Regions from separate parts of the Rattus norvegicus genome. Here region 2 is linked to region 1. A link is a contact called in public Hi-C data. All regions are on one chromosome and are shown on one strand. Each heading gives the region's core, a stretch centred on a gene start, on an enhancer-like site or on the middle of the called end of the contact. The rest is flanking DNA. Distances are from core to core; before and after follow the strand shown.

What was found. Hi-C and Micro-C count contacts between places; a contact is called where the count stands out from the background.
Region 2: a Hi-C map of frontal cortex shows a contact between it and region 1, with 3 times the contacts expected there. The contact joins two enhancer-like sites. A contact is called at or near these places in 3 of 12 Hi-C or Micro-C datasets (Schwann cells, frontal cortex and mammary epithelial cells).

Annotation. Positions count from the first base shown.
Region 1 is chr13:91,448,535-91,452,423 of GRCr8, forward strand. The region is part of intron 16 of Sdccag8 (SHH signaling and ciliogenesis regulator SDCCAG8); the gene reads left to right. Among named protein-coding and RNA genes, the nearest start is that of Sdccag8, 160 kb to the left of the region's middle. Within about 2 kb of position 1,802, at least 25 of the 93 cell types and tissues checked have an H3K27ac peak or open chromatin away from gene starts, as enhancers often do.
Region 2 is chr13:92,214,795-92,218,683 of GRCr8, forward strand. No RefSeq gene overlaps it. Among named protein-coding and RNA genes, the nearest start is that of Spmip3, 58 kb to the right of the region's middle. Within about 2 kb of position 2,192, at least 31 of the 93 cell types and tissues checked have an H3K27ac peak or open chromatin away from gene starts, as enhancers often do.

The sequences.
Region 1 (3,889 bases), core at 552-3,051:
GGATGCTGTGGCTGTGTGTGCACAGAGGCTGTGGCTGTGTGTGCACGGATGCTGTGACTGTGTGCACGGATGCTGTGGCTGTGTATGTGCACGGATGCTGTGGCTGTGTATGTGCACGGATGCTGTGGCTGTGTATGTGCACGGATGCTGTGGCTGTGTATGTGCACGGATGCTGTGGCTGTGTGTGCATGGATGCTGTGGCTGGCTTCCTGTCACAGAGCTCTGTGCTTCTCGGGCCATTCCTTATGTTTTACATTTCAGGTACATGAGCTTTTTATCCATGTTGCAGATTGTAAGTAATGAATTTACAGTTCGATACCCCGTCTGCATACTGATGATAGCCAGTTGGCTTTATTGCTCACAGTATGGACCCTATGAACAAGGTCGTAAGCATAAGCAGACCTAGATCCCTAATGAGACCTACATTGGGTGTTGGAATTTGGAAACTTCCTACCTATAGAAGTTTGCTAAAGGCTTTTCCTTGATGTTGTTTCCTTCCCTCCTTCCAAACATAAGTCTCCTCCTCTGTCAAACTGAAATGAGAATCTGTCTGTCATGGTCTCTGGACAAGGAAAGTCATGCTTCAGACAGCATGTGCAGCATCCAAGGCGTGTCTCTCCCCTCCCCTGCTCTCCGTCTTTGGCCGCAGCAGGATAGTCACTTCCTTTCTGACTTTACCACATTCCCACAGACATGAAGAATGGCGTGTGGTTAACCAACACAAGGTGCAAACCAAATTACGAGGAGGTCAGACATTTAGTTTGCTCCTCATGTGGCAGTGGGGGCAGCCCCATGTGCTGAGTGTCACTGTACCCCTCACCCGCACTTCTCAGGACTCTGTTCATTATGGCCTTTGTCCCCAAGGATCTATCTGTCTTATGTATCTGTGCAGAAGAACTCTGTCGGTTTCACTGATGTCTTTTTGACCATGGGCCTGATAGACTATTTTCTACCCTCTCCCCCACCCTCAAACTGTTCAGAGTTAGAGAGAGCCAGGTTTCAGTCATCAGACAGTTGAATAGACTGTCTCACTGGGGGCCAGATTCCAAGGAGACAGCCCATGGACTCACAGGCCAGGAGAGCCAGGATTTCAACAGTGTCAACAGTCTCTGCTCATCACACCAAAAAAGCCCCTTGTGGAGCTGCCTCATTAGCATACAGCCGCTATGCTAGCTAACAAAGCCAGCTCAGGATCTGTTCCTCCCTCAGTGAGTCTGTCTTCCTTGACCAAAAAGAAACTACTCAAGCAAGGGTGGAGGCTCTCTGGTAGAAGACTGCATTGCAAGAATCACAGGAGACCATTCAGAACCGGCTTTAAAATAATCAAATTTGGGGGAAACAAGATTCTATGTTTTATTTTTCAAATCTTGTTTTTAGATCATCAGTAGACCAAAAAGAAGAAAAAAGAAAAGAAAATCACCATGCCCCAATGTTAAAAATGGTGGACCCCCAAATAGTTCCTAGTCATCCCTTAAAAGCTTTGCTGTGCTACAGTGTGTGAGAGGAGCTCCAGCCGGGCAGGGGCACGGGAGCCCTCCTCATGGGCTGCCTCCCTAGCCCTCCTTTGTTGGGGGTGGAGCAAGGGAAGGAGCAAGGCAGAGCAGATGTGCTGCTAGATCTGCAGGCTTCTGCCAACCATATGGCATCTTAAAGAAAGATGGCTGCAGCGTCTGGATTAGCAAAGAGTCGGAATGGGAAGCCATGTGTCGCGTTGGTACAGGCAGTTGTTTGAGCTCTCTCTAAATGGCTTCAGGAGATTGTGTAATGGAACAAACAGTCCTGGGAGCAGGGGAGCAGCCCTGCCGCTGCTGGAGAGGCGATTGGCCCTGGGGCGGCGGCTGCTTCCCTCCCTGCAGCATTATGTATGCTTTTAATGTTCTTGGAACTCTGAGAATTGACTAGAACTTTTCAACTGTTAATTACATGCCTAGGTTCTCCTGGGCTCTAGGCCCCTGTGAACTCTCCTCTCTGCCCCCAATTTGGTAATTAATTAGCCATGTTGCAGGCCTGCTCTTGTGTGCTGTCCCTCTGTCCTCCACAGGGCTCCAGGCTCAGTCCTACAGTTCTCAGGGCCGGGACAAATGCCTTCTGCAGGAAGCCTGTCTAACTCCCAAGGGCCGGTGTTTCCATCCTGACTCCAGGAGATGCTGTGAAGGTCGCCAGGAGCCCGTGAGAGCAGAGCCTGCCACTAATGGAGATCTCCCTGTCTCTACCAGTGACGTCACTGGGCTGTTGGGCCACACCTGACATCCACTGGCTCACCCAGGAGCTCAGATGCTGTTTTACAGTTCAGAATGAGCATAAGCTGAGCAGTGAGGCCTGGGGCGCAGGCAGCACATGGTCATTGCAAGGCAAGCATTGTGCTCTGTTGCTGAGTGGGGAACTTTGTACAAGCAGCAAAATCTAGAGTGGCCAGAAAAGTTAGGTCTACTCCCTCTAGGGTACATAACTAACTCTGAGGCTCAGATGTGTCAAAAGTTGGCTTAGAAGGTCAAATGGCTAAGGACAGCCAAGGAAGCAGTGGGTTGACCTGAGAGAATCATTAAGCAAAATTTCATTAAACTTTGAGAGCTGAGAGTGACTGGTCAGTTCCTGGTCTTTCTGAGCCCTGTGGGAACAGAGCATACTGAATATTGATGCCTCGCCTGTCTTGTCTGACCCCAGCTGTACAGCCCCTCCCCCAAATAGAAGCAAGGAAAGGAAGCAGCTTGTAGGTTAAAACTGACTGACCATGTGGTTCAGTAAATAAAGCCACTCGCTGTGCAAGCCTGGTGGTCTAGACGAGTTCGATACCCAGAACCCCCATAAAGGTAGAAGGAGAGAAACAACTCCACAGACTTGTTTTCTAAATCTCCACATGTACCACGCATGCATGCAGACACACAGGTGCACACACATACCATACTCATATATATTCATGCACACCACAATAATAAAAACATGAAAAATCAGAGCTGTGTAAAGTATGTGTCTACCACAGCGTCTCTTAGGACGTGAGCTGTGACAGCGCATTCTTCTTTGTCCATTGTACAACACACAACCTCCTGCAGAGAGAAGCATGGGAGCCAGGGCCTCTGTAACTGGGTTGGAGCAGGAGAGAGCCGGGTTAGGGGTGGGGATCATCTGCAAACTGGCGTTGTTTCTGGCTTTGTTCTTGTTAAATGGGGTCATCTGGAAATCCTGTGGTGATTCTTAACTAACTATTGGTATTTTGCGATATACTGTGCTCTTACACATTTGAAACACGCCTGCTTCTCTTTTCTCCAGAGCCCATTTCTTGCTAACATGTTAAACGTTAGGATATTCTTGCTCTGTCTGGTGAATTTGGGATTCGTTGGGGGCCGGTATCTGTGAAAAGCCTAATTCTGATTGTTATTCACCAATTAGAAGAAACTGTCACTCTGATCCCTTTTTCTTTCCAAGTGTACACAGCCTGGAATTTGTCAGCCTTGAAGTTTCTTGAAACAATGCAATTAAACTGTAACATATTCCCTAACATTCTTAATTAAGACAGTGACTGGAAAATGTAGATTAACAGAAGTTACTGTTTTTATCAACATATTTTCTGTCTTTCCCACCACCCTCCCATCCCTCTCCCCCCAAGGCTTTTTCCTCTCCATGTCTGATGTCAGTTTCGGCCACATGCACATTATGCACATGGAACTGAAGAAACAAAGTCCAAAATTCTCTTGTAATTCTGAGCCGCATGCCCAGCACCACATGCACTGTCTGTTACATGTCGCTTCTCAGGAGATCATGCTGGGAGTTTCTTTTTAAAAGCAAAACGTTTCTGAAGGAAAGAGTTCAGGTTGGGCAGATTGTGTTAGAGAGATCTCACTGTCTGTGAGTGGAATTAATACACTGATTATTCCGTGCAGGCTCAGACTGG
Region 2 (3,889 bases), core at 942-3,441, 770 kb after region 1:
ATTCTCAAGAAGCCAAGCTCATTTACCTCGCATATTGTATGGCTATTTTTCCTGCTGTTTGTCTGTTGTTTTGTTGACTCCGGGTTTCATGTAGCTCAGACCGGCCTTGAACTCACTGTGTAGCCCTGGCTGATCGTGGGGTCATGATCCTCCAGGACCTCACCCTCTCAAGTGCTGAGATTATAGACAGAAGACTCCGTGTGCATTTTGGCTGGTTTCATGCAGGGAACTCAAATCTGAGTAGTTACGATAAAGGCATTTTCATCTTAAATCGCTATCTAAGGTATCGCCTTCTAAACCGCAAACAGTGGCGACCTGGCTCTTTCTAGAGAGAGTTCCCCAGGCTATGAAACCTCCTCCATCCCAAATGCCTGCATTAAGGTTAAATGCTGAAAATTATCTTTTCAGCTTGAGAGTCAGCTGAGGTTGACACGGCATGGCAGTTGTGGCTGAGATGAGAAAGAATCTGGAGGTTGGAAACAGAGACAGCTCTGGGTAGCCTCTGGCCTGACTATGGAAAGGAAACTGGAGGCTAGCATAAGGGGCTTTTTAAGTAAGTGAATCAGACTTGGGGTGCAGCTCCGTGGTAGAGCATCTGCCTATTTGAGTTCCAGCCCCAGCCCAGCAGTAAGTCGATTAACTTAGGATGTTAAAATAAAGCTACAGGTATTTTTAAATTCAAGATGGCACAAGTGGGATAGGAAACAGCAGTGATGGGCTGTGCTCCTGTCCCTAATCTGCCACCAATTAGGTGTATAATTGGGGCAATCACTTCATTTCCTCGAGCTGTTACTTTATTTACAAAATAAGAGGCTCATCCATTTACTGAAACTCTCAGGCTCCTGTGGGGAGCTTGCCACTTCAGACGGGGGGGGGGTGGAGGGGGGCCTTTTTGGGCTCTGGAATAAGAGCCTCTCTAAGCTCAGGAGCTCAAGGTGAAATAAAATGTCCAGTGAGGTCCTGGGTAGTTCTGCCGAGTTGTGGGGGGGGGGGGGGAGCTGGGAGTTCACAGTCAAGGGACTGTTGGCTCTACCGCATCTTAATGCTATTCGCCATGGTCGTAATTTATCACCGCCTCGCCTTCCAAATAGATAGATTAGTGTAAGCCGGTCCCTCCAGCGAGCTTCTCCCATCTGCAGAGGGAGGAGGCCGCAGGACAGCTGCGAATGGGACTGGCGGCTTGAATTATGTAACAGTAGCAGAGAAAAGCAAAGAGTCTTTCTGAATTGATGCTTCTTGAGACTAGCATTACCACGAGTTTCTCTACCCCTGAACTCTCACCACACACAGCAAGGATGGCTTTGTCCCCAAGGTGGTTAATCCACGTAGCAAAGGGATCCTGTCAGCATTGCCAGAGATCTTGGGGTAATCAAGAGGCGAATGCAGATAAATCCTGCAGAACCGGGACCACTTTCTCTCTCCAAAGCCCTAAAGTGAGGGCCAGCTTTCCAAAAGCTCACGCTCCTAAGCTTGCTTAGCCCCTCTTGTGGCCGAGTCCTCCATGCTGGACCGCAGAGCCCTGCTCCCCCCCCCTCCCCTTAGTACACTTTCAGAGAAGTGACCCCAGTTGGCAGCCCAAGCTGCATGGACTGCGGTCAAATAACACCCAGATGAAAACTGCAGCTGATGGCCGGCCTTTCCGGTCAGTGGCTGCTGTGCACAGCTCTCTCCTGGCCTCCTGAAGTTCAAATGCCAGCCTGATTTTGCCCTGGAAGCGGCCCAGCCCAAACATGGAACAAAAGTTCCCTCTGACAAGCCTGTTTGGGTTCCAAAGTATGTTTTTATGCCTGTTGGCAAATAGAACCGTCACCAGCAACAATAACAACACTGTCTCCCCTCACTGAAGCGACTTCATTTCTTCACATTTGTTCCAGAGCCGGGGCTGGACAGATGAATAATGTTCGCTAAGGGGCTGGCCCAAGTCCTGACCTCCTGCCTCCGAGAGCAAACAGAAATGACACACAGGCTTATCTGAACTCCCAATTGCTTGATTCAAACCAAAAGGAGAGGAACATAATGCACGCTTCTATTTAAGCTACGTAGTCACCTAAGGGCTTTCGTTCTGTTTTCTCTTTATCCCTTAGTTTTACTTTTTATTGTTTATTCATTTGTCTTCTTCAGCAAAAGAGGACCTTCACCTCTCTACTGGTGCTCCAATGAAGCCAGTTTCTCAAAGACCGAGATTAACCTGACATCTTGTGGCCACACTGGGGATATACAAGTCTAGACAAACCAGAGCCTCACAAGATAGGGGGGTGGGGGTTACAGAAAATGTTTGAAAGGGTCTTCAAAAACATTTTCCACAGTGTTTTATTTAAGACATCTCGGGAAGTCATAAACTACTTTTTTGGGAAAACCACACACGGGACCATATTTAAGTACCAAATAATTATTTGTCTCTCTCACCTGAACAGAAAGCGTCATTTTAATGACTGGCTTCTCATCTATAAAATGGACTTGATGGTAAATATTACTACACTTTTCTGAGGCTTATATAAGATAAAGCCAATAAAACGACTATTGGCAATTGAGGGTAGCTTAGCGCTAGAGCCCATGCTTGGCATGCAGAAGGCCCTGGGTTCAGTTTCGATACCAAAGACAAAACAGTACGCATGAGGACACTAAGGATTCCTAGAGAAGTAGATTCTATACGCACACTTGGTTAAACCTCAAAAACTCTAAACCTGTTTTGATGCCTAACCCCGATATAGCATAAACCCTGGCCTCAGAATAGATAAAAAGAACGAATCCACACAGTCATATGCCTTCCTAAATATACCTACTGCCAAACTCTCTCCCTTGTGTTTCTCATGATGTAAGTACAGCCATTTTCTTTGGTCTGTCTGCTTAGGGCCAGCAAGTGAACCGTGAGGAATGAAGAGGCGTCTCGAGGAGTTAAATCAGTTAAATCACAGGACTACATGGCGCCTGATCCGAGTGGGGCTTGAGAATCTAACTGTGTCTCCTGTTCACGGTGCTAGGAGGAGGGTCTTGGTGTGACTGGGATGTCGGAGATCAAACCTTTGTCTTGTAAATGCTAAACATGTTCCAAGTGCTGAACATGAACCCTACCACTATGCCACCCCTCTGCTTGTACCTCATCTTCTGGAAAAAGCAGGGAGTCCAACACAGCAGCTCCAGAAGCTCCTGGGTGTCTGTGTCCCACAAGGGTGATGCAGGGTGACTCATGGAATACAAGATGGGTCTGGCTATTGCTGCTGTGCGGCTTGTGGTGTGGAGGAAGCCAAGAGCTCCTGTTGTCAAAGCTGGAAATGCGCATTTCTGCTAAATTTCAGTTCTGCTAGGGTCAGTGGGCCAGCTAGCTACTGTTCCGCCTACGGACAGCGTTCAAGCTCTCCCGGGAGCACAGAGCAGCTTCCCACTCACAGATGACCTTTTCGGTGTCCTCTACTTACTGAATTCACCACTCATCTCCCTAGTGTATGAGGTGAGCTTAGGGTGCCACTGACAGCAAGATCAATAGTTTCACCCGGAGAGAGTAGCACGCCAGCCAAAAGGACCTCAGATCCTTGGGTGAATGGTAAGGACAGATGGCTCAGACTTCTAGCCATCTTCCCTCTAAGCTGGGCTTCCTGGACCTCCCTCCACACTGTCTAGAGGACTAACAGGAAGGGGGGGGGTGCCCCGCAAAGGGGAGGGTAACAGGATGTGAGGGGCAGATGTTCAAAGAACATTATAAGCTTGTCTAGAAATGTCCTTATGTAATTCAGTACAATAAAAATTAAAAATAAAAACTTGTGAAAAGGCAAAAATCCCCTGCGGATAGACAAGTGTTGGTTGTTCACAATAAAACCGAACTTCTAAAGTCTGGCAATATTAGCAGGAACACTTGCACTGCTACAGGTACTGAGACAGGGTCTCACCGAGT